3 separate regions of the Mus musculus genome follow, and all the other regions are linked to region 1. A link is a contact called in public promoter capture Hi-C data. All regions are on one chromosome and are shown on one strand. Each heading gives the region's core, a stretch centred on a gene start, on an enhancer-like site or on the middle of the called end of the contact. The rest is flanking DNA. Distances are from core to core; before and after follow the strand shown.

Region 1 (3,578 bases), core at 47-2,546:
AATTTGCAAAGCCACTTCCCTAGGTTCCTGTGTAATGGGATAGCATTCATCTCCCTTTGAGGACCCTTTCCAATTTAATAGAGTATTGAAATTATTTTAAAAGCTAACCAGCCTGAATTGCTTTGTTTTTCTGTTTGTTTGGTTTGTAGTTTTGTTTTGATAGGGTCTCCCCATCTTGTCCAGGTTGGTCTGGAATTCACTGTATGCCCAGGCTGACCTCTGAAATGAGCTGATCGATTCCTTGGCCTCAGTAGTGATAGCAGGGCTGGGATTACAAGCTTGTGTCACTAGGCACAGTTTGAATTGGATTGTGTTGAAATTCCATTAGGGTTGTTTCAAGTGTATTGCCTTGTATACAGACAGCAGTGGAAGAGATGAGCTTAGAGGTCATGATGTCCTGAGTCCAAATTCTAACCAGCTGCTTTCCAGTTACAAGATTCTGGGAAAATGCCCTTTATACCTCTGGATATTCATTGTAAACATAAAACCGTTCCTTCCATGGAGAGCTACAATAATAAGACGGGTTAGTCTAGAATAATGCTATAAGGCAGTGCCCATCCCACTGTAAACGCTCAAGTTAAGGTGTGTTTACTCAGACAGCTTTCTATAATCGGGACAAAACGAACAGTAATTTCTAACCACTCCAAATTTTCTAGACATCCACTAGATATCCCAGAGATTGAGCAGATGGGACCCTAAGTTCCCGTTGCACCGAGACTAGCCGTTTCCAGGCCTCTCCTCATTAGCACCTAGAACACTGATGCTCTCTCCGGCCCTGCTCAAGGCCCAGAAGACGGTGGGCCCTTGCTAGGGGCCACCCAAGCCGCCAAACGCCAGGGCCAGGGTCTGGGCCTCTAGGGCCGCTTCCCAATGGCCAGTCTCTCCGACAGGAGCACGCTGCCCGACCAAAGATCACAGCCCGCGCTGCCGCTCTGGGCGCCTACCGCGGGGCACGCCGGGACTTGTAGTCCGCGGCCGTTTCCCACTCCTGGCTCTCGGCGGCGTGTGGACTCCAATCCCCGGGCACCTGCGCGGCCAGGCCAGCGATTCTAGGGGTCCCGGGGCGCCCCGAAGCCGCCACCTAAACAAGACGCAGGTCGGTACTGACAACAAACCCAGGACGGGAGCCGAGTCGCCACGGAGGACTGAACCCTTGGGACTCACCGACTTTGTAGGGCAGTTTATCAGACATGCTGGCGGCGCTTCCGCTAGGACTGATGAACTCAGTGAAGGGGGCCGGGCGGCGCGGGGCAGGGATCTACGCCTGGCGCCGGCGTCTTTAAATATCTTCTTATTTGAATATTCATGAACCTGCTGGGGGCTGAAACTTAGGGGCGGAGCCTAGCTCGAGGCGTTGAGCGGAGCGGGAGCAAGGCTGATCTCTGCCTCAAAAATCATAAATTTTGTGCACTGTGGCCTTTGGACCCCTGGCACTCGACTAGGAGGGAGCGTGGAGAGAGGCGGTTCTTCTCCCATCCGTCCAGCCAGTGAATCAGAGGTCAAAACAAGGCAGAATTCTTAGACTCTAGCCAATTTACTAACCTGAGCCTTAACTGCTTCAATTGTAAAACTCTTGCAAGATCAAAGTAAAGAGCTGGGCCTAGTGGTATGTGCCTGTGAATCCCCACTCTGGAGACAGTGTCTGAAATCTCCCGCTCTGGAGCCAGAGCCAGGAGATTTGTCACAAATTCGAGGCCAGTCTGCTCTATCGCTAATTAGTTCCAGGCCAACCGAGGCTACAGAGTGAGGCCCTATCTCAAAAACAAAGAAAGAAAAATCACCGGTTGCAATTGTGTCACTCTCTCCTCCCTCTGTTTGCCTTTCCTTGCTCGCCCCCACCCCCTCCTCAACACCTTCTCATTCGGTAGTCTTTCTTGGTGATTCACAGGCTGCTCACATGGAAATGACTGCGGAGCTATCCGCAGGAGCATAGATAACTCACCAATGACTATACACCTGAAGAGTATGACTTCTCTCTCAGCGGCTCTCAGCGGCTAGCTTTCAGGAAGGAAACCAGGCCCCATGTTGTGTGCATATACCATCTCTGGGGAGTTCAGTTGGCCCCTTTGTAAAAAGTTGGCCTCCGTTGGACTTATCTGTCTCCTCATGGAGTAACAAGGAGGGTCACAAGACCTTCTCCTGGGTGTCCAGCTGCACCCTACCTCCTGTTATATGCAATTCTGCCTAAACTGAACATGACCTCAGGGAAGGACTAGAGTATGTAGTCAGGGAAGTAGGTTCCAGCTACCCGTCTACTGGCGAGGCCCTCATCCCTGCTGGTTGAGGTGTGGTCTCCAGCTGTGGTCTTTGGGGAAAAGCATCATTCATACCCCTATCTGGTAAGTACCCCCTGACCTGTGTATGCGTTGTCAGGAAGCTCACTGACCTCACCGGTTCCCCCAGAAGGATCTTCCGCAGAATCATACCTCAGTTTATTTGGGAGGAGGTGTAGATTTTGCTTCTGTCTCCTAGGAGGGAATTTTAGCAATGTCCCGGGACACCTCCCCCATCCATGACTGAATGTTGCTGGGGATCCAGTGTTGTGCAGGTCCTGGGCAAATAGCTGCAGTTGTGAGTTCTGATTGCAACGGCCATGCCGTGTGGGTCCACAACCCTCCTCCCCTCCATCCAGTTCTTACGTTCTTTCTGCTCCTCCTCCTATGGTGTTCCCCTGAGCTTTGAAAGGGCGTGATATGATCTGAGACAGTCACACTCAGCACCTCGACCAGCCATGGTCATTTGCATTACCTGTCATTTGCTACAAAAGGAGATTTTTCTGACCAAAACTGAGGACTGTGCCACTCTGTGACTATAAACAAATATTTAGGAGACAACATTTAACTCAACAGTAGTAGGCTCCTCCTGAAGACCTACCGTTTCCCCAGCTATGCATCTTTGACTAGACTCACAGTAACAAGTATAAACTCCCTCCTCTCTCTATCTTTTGTCTGTCTATCTGTCTGTTTGTTTCAGCCTATAGACCAGGATGTAACTCTCAGCTACTGCCCCAGCACTGTGAGTGCATCATACTCTGGAAATATCCCCACCATGCCCCACCACGATGATAATAGACTAATCCTATGAAACTGTAAGCAAGCCCACAATCAAATTCTTTCTTTTAAGAAACAGAGGAGTAAATTCAGTGGGAGGTGGAAAGAGACTGGGAGGGAAGGAGGGAGGGAAATTGTGGTTGGAAGGAAGGAAGGAAGGAAGGAAGGAAGGAAGGAAATGATGTATTTATTTTTAAAAAATCTTAATTTTACAAGAGTTGCTTTGGTTATAGTACCTCTTCATAGCAACAGAACAGTAACTAAGAAGTGTCTAATTCTGGTGGACAACCAATAACAGTGGCAACAACCTGTGTTATTTTAGGAGCCTCTGGAGCCTGCCTGGACAATAATTCATAGGAAAGTATCACATAACAGGCTGTCCTGGTCAGGTTTTTGTTTTTTTTTTTTTTTTTTTGGTTGGTTGGTTGGTTTTGGTCTTGTCAGTTTGACACAGGGTAGAATCGTCTTGGAAAGAGGGACCTGAAGTGAGTCAATGCCTCCTCCATTCATATTGCCTATAGGCAGGCC
Region 2 (3,800 bases), core at 234-2,733, 1.2 Mb after region 1:
GACCCATATAGGTTAAGGCAAGGAAACATGCCGAGCCTTCTCAGTCCCTGTCACAGGACACTGGATACTCTGTGTGTGTGTCTAACAAATGTGAAAGTAGAGGTCATATGAGATGGAGAAGTTAAGTGGAAATTATGTAAAGTACACATCAACTTCTCAAAAGAAAAACTGAGAAAAGCTGTTTTCAAAAAAAAAACTTACCAGGTAACCGTTGGAAGAAGAGGCTATTTCCAACAAGATTACTGGGAAAACACTGTTGTCCAGTTGTACTGATTCCAGTTACTGATCTTTAAGCATAAAGTGAAACGAGAGTTCGCTTTCCTTGGCAATATCAGTTCTGTTGCTTGAGTTTGTTTTTGAGAGGGTCTACATAGCCCTGGCTGGAACACACTATGTAAAAACCAGGCTGGCCTCAGAGACCCTCCTGCCTCTGCTTCCTGAGTGCTGAGGTTTAAAGTATGAGTCACAACAACCAACTAAATAAAGCATTTAATAGGGCCAGTTATTTTACTGCTCAGCTTCGAAACCGCTGTGTACTGCCATCTGCTGAAGCTCGGATACTAGATAGTGTGAGGCAGAGGGGAGAATAGAAGGCTAGAAAACTGAAACCTCATTAACATGGCCTTTTGCAAAACAAAACTCATGCAGGTTTAGAAAAACTGAATGTGGTCTAGATCTAGGTAGATTTCCTGCCTAAGGGCACAGCTTCGCGCAAATGCAGTGGTCCAGGAATAGCTAATCAAAAGCCTTAATCTTACAGGTTCCCAGAATCCTCTAGCTATCAGCTGGAAAGGTGGGCAACAAGTTCGTAAAATAAACCCAATAAATAAAGAACGAACGCAAGACACAGCAGACATGGGAGCTGTCAAAATTCAACTTTTATTAACTCAGGGGTAGGGTGTCAGTCCAGGGAGCCCCAGGCTCCGCCGCTCAGCCGGTGATGCGCACGTCCGCGCGGCGCCGCAGCCGCCGAGCCCGGGCCGCCTCCGGTAGAATGGCCTGCAGCTGCTCCTGCACCAGCATCTCCACGATCTGCTCCTTGGTGCGGATGTCCGGCCGCAGCCACTGGCGGGACAGCTCCCGCAGCTGCCGGAAGGCTTCCCGGGGCCCGGCCGCGTCCTGGTAGCGAAACTGCCGGAAGCGCTGGCGAAAGGTCTCGGGGCCGGGCCGAGAGGCTCCGGGCCGCAGGGCGGCGTCAGCGTAGGGCGCCGTGTTCAAAGCTGCGGGCGCGCCGGGGAGCTCCGGGGCCGGGGAGCTCCCGGAATCGGGCGACGGGGCCGCACAGTCGCCGGCTCCTTCCTGCTGCTCGGGAGGCGCCGCGGGGCTTTGGGGGTCCTGGCTGGGCTGCGGCGCCGCCATGACTACGGCTGTTGGCGTCCCCCTTTGTTTCGCAGTCCGGCGCCTCGCCTGCGTCTGCACCGGAAGGAGGTAACAGAGGGCCGCTGAAGGGCAGGGCCCGGGCACCCCAGCGGGACGCGGACTCAGGACAGGCTGCGGGCAAGCCCAGCTTACCTCGACCCGCGAAGCTCCTCGGTGGCCGGAAATGAACCGATCCGCGAATCCGGAAGCCGCCTCCTCTACCAGTCACGTGAAGTTTGATCTGGGGAAGTCCGTAGACATCAGCTCTACTGACACTAAGGATGGCGGCACTGCAAGGTCCCCATTGGAGCCGGCGGACAAGTCGGACACGACAGAGTCGAAATCTGAGTCGGGATCGGATTCCAGATCAGAGGAAGACAAGGAGAGTCCGGCCTCGATTAAGGAGATAAAGGCGGAGACACCCCAACCGAAGGACCGCCCTGGCGTGCAGGTGACCTGCGCCTCCTAGGGTAGATGCTGGTCCCTACTTGACCAGGCAGGATCTGGGGGTAGCGCTGACAGTCCTGGGTAAAGGAGGGTGATGGTTGGCTAGGGGATTGTCGGAGCTTGGGCGGATGCCCTGGGTGGGACAGCGGGACAGGGGCTCCAATTACTTTTAAAAAGATCTCTCAAGCCCGTAATCCTAGAGCTAAAGGACACCTCCTGAGCTATAAATTGAGCTGAGAATCTCATTAAACACACACACACACACACACACACACACACACACACACACACACACACACACATATACTGTCGCCTGCATAGGTGCAATTGATTTCACTTTATTTTGAGAAGGACAAAGTATTTGGGCAAGAGTCTTCAGACTTTCCTGCCCCCAAACAAGTGCTCAGGGCTTCTTTGTCATTGTTTTTGCTTGTCCTCGAAAACCAAGAGAAAGAGATTCAGTGGGTACTACTTTAACTTTAAGATTAATAAGTGGGGGGCTGGAGAGATGGCTCAGTAGTTAAGAGCACTGACTCCTCTTCCAGAGGTCCTGAGTTCAATTCCCAGCAACCACATGGTGGCTTACATCTACAATGGGCTCTGATGCCCTCTTCTGGTGTGTCTGAAAAGAACAGCGGTGAATACATAAAATAAGTAAATACATCTTTGAAAAAAGTTTAATAAGTAAACTGTAATTAACGATGTCCCAGATGGTGGCCATTAGCTTCTTGTATTTACTGAATCTTTGAAAGGTAAATACCCCGAAATTGAGATGTATTAAAATGTAGAATTACGCATGTGTCTGTAGGAAAAGAAAAATATTTTGTATTTATTACATATTTGAGTATGTTATGTAATTTTGTATATATGGGGGTCAAATAAACTATATTATTAAATTTTACCTGTGTCTTTTTACTTTTAAAATACAACTACTTTGAAATTTTTAAATTACACATACAGTTTATAGTATATCTTTGTTGACTAGCTGCTGTCTAGAGTGTCGGAATCAGGTGTCAGGAAACATCTTTTCTTTGCTTTAACACCCCCAGCAATAAATAGTGCCTGCCTCACAGTTGTCAGGTGGAGTAAATCAAGCTCTGGAAAAGACAGAGCTTTCAGAGCTAGGGAGATGGAGCGGTTGGTAAGGATGCTTGGGATGATGGGATGAGATGAGCGTGGTACCCAAGCATTGTGAGTCCACAGCTCTGGGCAGCCCACGAAGTTCTAGGCTTCTATCCTCCTCCGGACAACTAAGTCTTCCAGAATGACCGGGTTCATTCAGCTTCTCTTGGCTTCTGACTGAATTGCTCTGCTTGGCCTCATACTAACTTTGGCACTCTCCTCCTCCCCCTCCTCCTCCTCCTCCTCCCCCTCCCCCTCCTCTTCCTCCTCCTCCTCTTCCTCCTCCCCCTCCTCCCCCTCTCCCCTCCTCCTCCTCCTCCTCCTCCTCCTCCTTCTTCTTCTTTTCTTGAGACAGGGTTTCTCTGTATAGCCCTGGTTGTCCTGGAACACACTCTGTAGACCAGGCTGGCCTTGAACTCAGAAATCCACCTGCCTCTGCCTCCCAAGTGCTGGGATTAAAGGCGTGAGCCACCACACCCGGCTCTTGGCACTCTGTTCTAATCTTCTGGCTCATTCTGTCTTCACCTATGTCTGTCAAACTGTCCTGTTAAACTGCCAAAAACCCAACACACCACCACACCTTTTTTTCCCTCTCTGCTCTTAAGTAGTCTCTTTTCCAGTGCTGCTCTCCTGTGAGTTGGGCATGTCCAATCTCTGACTCATCCTGTCAAATCTTTCTCTGATTCAACACTTTGTCTGCCCCTTAATTTTAGATGTCACTTTCAGACCAACCTGCTTCCTTCTATAAACTAACCTTCCTTACCATCATTGTTAAGAGATTAAGGTATGTACTAAGGGATTAAAGGAATGTCATTCCAGCCGGATCACATAGACCTAGAAGGCCTTTGGATGTGATCCCTCGCTGGAGCAGC
Region 3 (3,517 bases), core at 972-3,471, 1.8 Mb after region 1:
GCAAGATAACTTTTTAAGAGCATACACAGGCTGGCATGGTGAGGCCTGCTTTTAATCTCAGTACCCTGAGGAAGGAGACACAGCTGAAACTGTGTAAGTTTCAGATCAACCTGGCCTATATAGCAAACTCCAGGCCAGCCAAGGGCTCTATAGTGAGATCCTATTTCACACACACACACACACACACACACACACACACACACACACACACACACACCACACACACACACACACACACACACACACACACACACACACACACACACACACACACACACACACACACACACACACACACGACTGGAGAGAGATGGCACAGTGCTTACGAATTCTGGCTTAGGAACACACACACACACACACACACACGACTGGAGAGAGATGGCACAGTGCTTACGAATTCTGGCTTAGGAATTCAGTTCCGGGCTGGACAGAATTAAGAGCACTGATTGCTCTTTCAGAGGTCCTGAGTTCAATTCCCAGCACCCACATCATGGCTCATAACCATATGTAATGGGATTCAATGCCCTCTTCCTGTGTGTCTGAAGACAGCAACAGCATATATATGTACATATGTGTGTGTGTGTGTGTGTGTATATATATATACACATATATATTTGTGTATACACACACACACACACACACACACACATATATATATATATATACACACACATATAAAATAAACTTTTAAAAAAGAAATCAATTCCAAGCACCTGAATGACTGCGCCCAACTATCTGTAGGAGATATGTCGCCCTCTTAGGCAGCAGGCACACAAAGTGGTGCACACACAGACACACACACACACACACACACACTGCAGGCAAAACACCCATACTATGGAATGAAATAATTATTTTTAAAAAGAAAAGAACTCGGATTTAGAGTAAAATAAACCCAACTACTAACTCAATGATTCCAGGCAAATTACTTTGCCTTTATAAACTCACTGCATAAAAGTGATGTTCCGGGCTGGAGAGATGGCTCATAGATTAAGAACACTAGCTGCTCCTCCAGAGGTTCTAAGTTCAATTCCCAGCAACCACATGGTAGCTCATAACCATCTATAATGTGATCTGGTAACCTCTCTTCTGGCCTGCAGGCAAACATGCAGCCAGAACGATGTATACATAATAAACAATTCTTGGGGGGTTTTTCTTTTCTTTTGTTTTTTAGTGATATCCCTTAGCATAGCACATCCTGTGTGGCACCATCTGGAGGATGGGACTGATTTTGCTCATTTGTCTGTTTGAGGCAGCATCTCTCACTCTGTATGCTAGACCAGCTTCGCTGTGTAACCCAGGTCAGACGGGGCACGGGATCTTGGAATGTAGCCAGGCCAGCCTAACATTCCTCCCCGGGTTTGGACTGCAGACGAGTCACAGTGTACACCACAACGTGTCTTTGTACAAGTTCGCAGGGGGTGCTGCTCCTTCTGTCCTTTCAAAACACATCCTGGGAAGTGCTAACAACACACAGTGAGGACGGGGTAGCTAGCCCGACACCTACTACTTTTCTATTCCCCCTAGTGGGGTTCTCCCCTGGTTTCAACTTGCCTCATCCTTAGGAAAGAATTTCTCTCTTGGGATCTCAGCTTCACATTCGGATCTCAGAAGAGAACGCTGAGCAAGAGGAGACGTTAGGGTTCACAGAATTGTTTTTTTTCCCGTTGAGACAGGTTGTCGTGACCGGGGACTTACCATCCTCCAGCAGGTAGACAGGCTTGCACCATCGCCAGGCGAGGGAACTTTGGTTTGGTTTTTGTTTTTGTTTTGTTTTCCATAGTCATGAACAAAGTCGTGAATAACGTGTAGGTTTAGGAGAGAACGCACAGAAGGTAACTCCAGTGGGGCAGCCCAGGGCTTCCGGGGACCAAGGACCCGGCTCGGGAGGCGGAGCAGGATGCAAGGCCACTTCTTCTTTGTGTCGCTCCGGGGGACGAGCCGCGGCTCAGCCGGCAAGGAAACGTACAATCTCGGCTTTCCTCGGAGGGGCTGTGCCTCAGTCTTCACAGCGCCTCCTCGCGCACAGATCGCCTCCGGGCCGCACTTGTCCCTTCTCGCTCACCGTCCCCTGGCGTCCGCCGGAAGCTTCTGTCACTTCCGCCCACCGGAGGGGACGCTCGCGTCGAGGCGTCGCCGAGCTTCGGAGCCGACCGCCGCGTGGCCGCCGATTGGCTGCGTGCGCACGTCATCAGGGCCCCGCCCCTCCCTCGGCGGCGCCTGCTCCGTGGAGCTTAGCGAGCCGGCCGCTGGGCAGAGCGAGCAGAGCCTCGGCGGGCCACTGTCCCTCGCTGCCCGGACTACCGCTGCCGCCCCGCGCGCCGAGTCCCGCGGTCCCAGACCCCGACTCCCTTCGGCTTGGCCCGCGCGCCCCACGCCCGGCTCGGGCGGCGCGACGGGAGGATGAGCGGCGGGCGGCGGAAGGAGGAGCCGCCTCAGCCGCAGCTGGCCAACGGGGCCCTCAAGGTGTCCGTGTGGAGCAAGGTGCTGCGGAGCGACGCGGCCTGGGACGACAAGGTGCAGAAGGCCCGGCGAGGGAGGACGGGCCCGGGTCTCCCTCGCCCCGGCCAATCGGCCGGGCGCGGCCATGGGAGCAGGGAGCGGGGTGCCAAGGGGGCCGGCGCGTAGTGGAGCGAGCGGAGCCCCTGCTATCCCCCGCCGTTTGCTCCGCAGGATCCGGAGTAGTTAGCGCTTCTGAAGACTGCGCACGTGCCGGGTGCGGAATCCCTGAAGTGCGTTTACTTTGCACATTGCGAGGGGTGGCTCTGTCCTTGCTCGCTTAGATGAGAAAGAAGACATGCCCTGTGAGCTTTAAGATTCGAGAGCCGGTTCTAAGACCACCTTAAGAGGGTGTGAGTTAGTAAGAAAGTCGCTAGACATGGGTTAGAAGAGGTTGGGGACTTAAAGATGCACTCGCTGGTCATCTCCAGAGGATCTGAGCCTGGACGCCTCCTATCATTGCTCCATTCTGTGATCTTCAAGCCTGTCACCATTCAGCCCGATTCTAGATGGTTTGAAAAGAATGCTATATTTGGACTCCTTCCGTTGTTTGGACTGTTGAAATTGGGCTTCCCTCCCTTCAGTTCCGCCATGGAGGGGGGGAGTACTTCCTGAAGGTGCCCTTGGCCTGCCCCCAGCCCTGCCCAGCTCTTGCAAAACCTGTCGTCTTTGTGAACTGCTGTGTCATATTTTTTATCTTCCCCGGTCCAAGGACTGGTGTCTGGAGTCCAGGGCAGTTCACAAACCTGAGTGCTCTTTGTTGGGTGAAACTTAGATGAGCTGGCACAGGCCTAAGCACACACTTCTCCACCACCACACTTTCCTAACTCTGGCTTTCTCAAAAGTCGCTGTACAGGAAGGGTGGGAACTGAAGTTAATAGTTTTTCTTCCTGGAGACTCTCTAGAACTTAGCTGGCCAGCCAAGGGTTATCTGTGGCCAGGAGCACAGTGCCCATTGTCACTTCAAAACAAACTTCTATTTACGCAGCTTCTTTTAAAGAAGTAACGACTTCTCTAA

Evidence for each region. Promoter capture Hi-C pulls out the DNA fragments that hold promoters and counts their contacts.
Region 2: a promoter capture Hi-C map of pre-B cells shows a contact between it and region 1, with 5 times the contacts expected there. The contact joins the promoter of Cnbd2 here to the promoter of Ahcy in region 1. A contact is called at or near these places in 1 of 39 promoter capture datasets (pre-B cells) and 1 of 9 other capture datasets (liver).
Region 3: a promoter capture Hi-C map of pre-B cells shows a contact between it and region 1, with 3 times the contacts expected there. The contact joins the promoter of Rab5if here to the promoter of Ahcy in region 1. A contact is called at or near these places in 2 of 39 promoter capture datasets (liver and pre-B cells).

What each region holds. Positions count from the first base shown.
Region 1 is chr2:155,073,201-155,076,778 of GRCm38.p6, forward strand. It overlaps Ahcy (S-adenosylhomocysteine hydrolase), which reads right to left and starts at 1,297. Exons shown (of 10, transcript NM_016661.3): 1 at 1,165-1,297. The coding sequence starts at 1,192. It overlaps Gm39966 (a long non-coding RNA gene), which reads right to left and starts at 974. Exons shown (of 2, transcript XR_866885.2): 1 at 750-974; 2 at 1-506. Gm45609 (a long non-coding RNA gene) reads left to right here and starts at 1,312. Exons shown (of 3, transcript XR_001783519.2): 1 at 1,312-3,578.
Region 2 is chr2:156,310,990-156,314,789 of GRCm38.p6, forward strand. It overlaps Cnbd2 (cyclic nucleotide binding domain containing 2), which reads left to right and starts at 1,484. Exons shown (of 13, transcript NM_027585.2): 1 at 1,484-1,810. The coding sequence starts at 1,544. Scand1 (SCAN domain-containing 1) reads right to left here and starts at 1,715. Exons shown (of 2, transcript NM_020255.3): 1 at 1,513-1,715; 2 at 857-1,413. The coding sequence starts at 1,359. The coding sequence ends at 931.
Region 3 is chr2:156,860,901-156,864,417 of GRCm38.p6, forward strand. It overlaps Rab5if (RAB5 interacting factor), which reads left to right and starts at 2,222. Exons shown (of 4, transcript NM_026124.3): 1 at 2,222-2,517. The coding sequence starts at 2,404. 5430405H02Rik (RIKEN cDNA 5430405H02 gene) reads right to left here and starts at 2,045. Exons shown (of 3, transcript NR_027914.1): 1 at 1,699-2,045.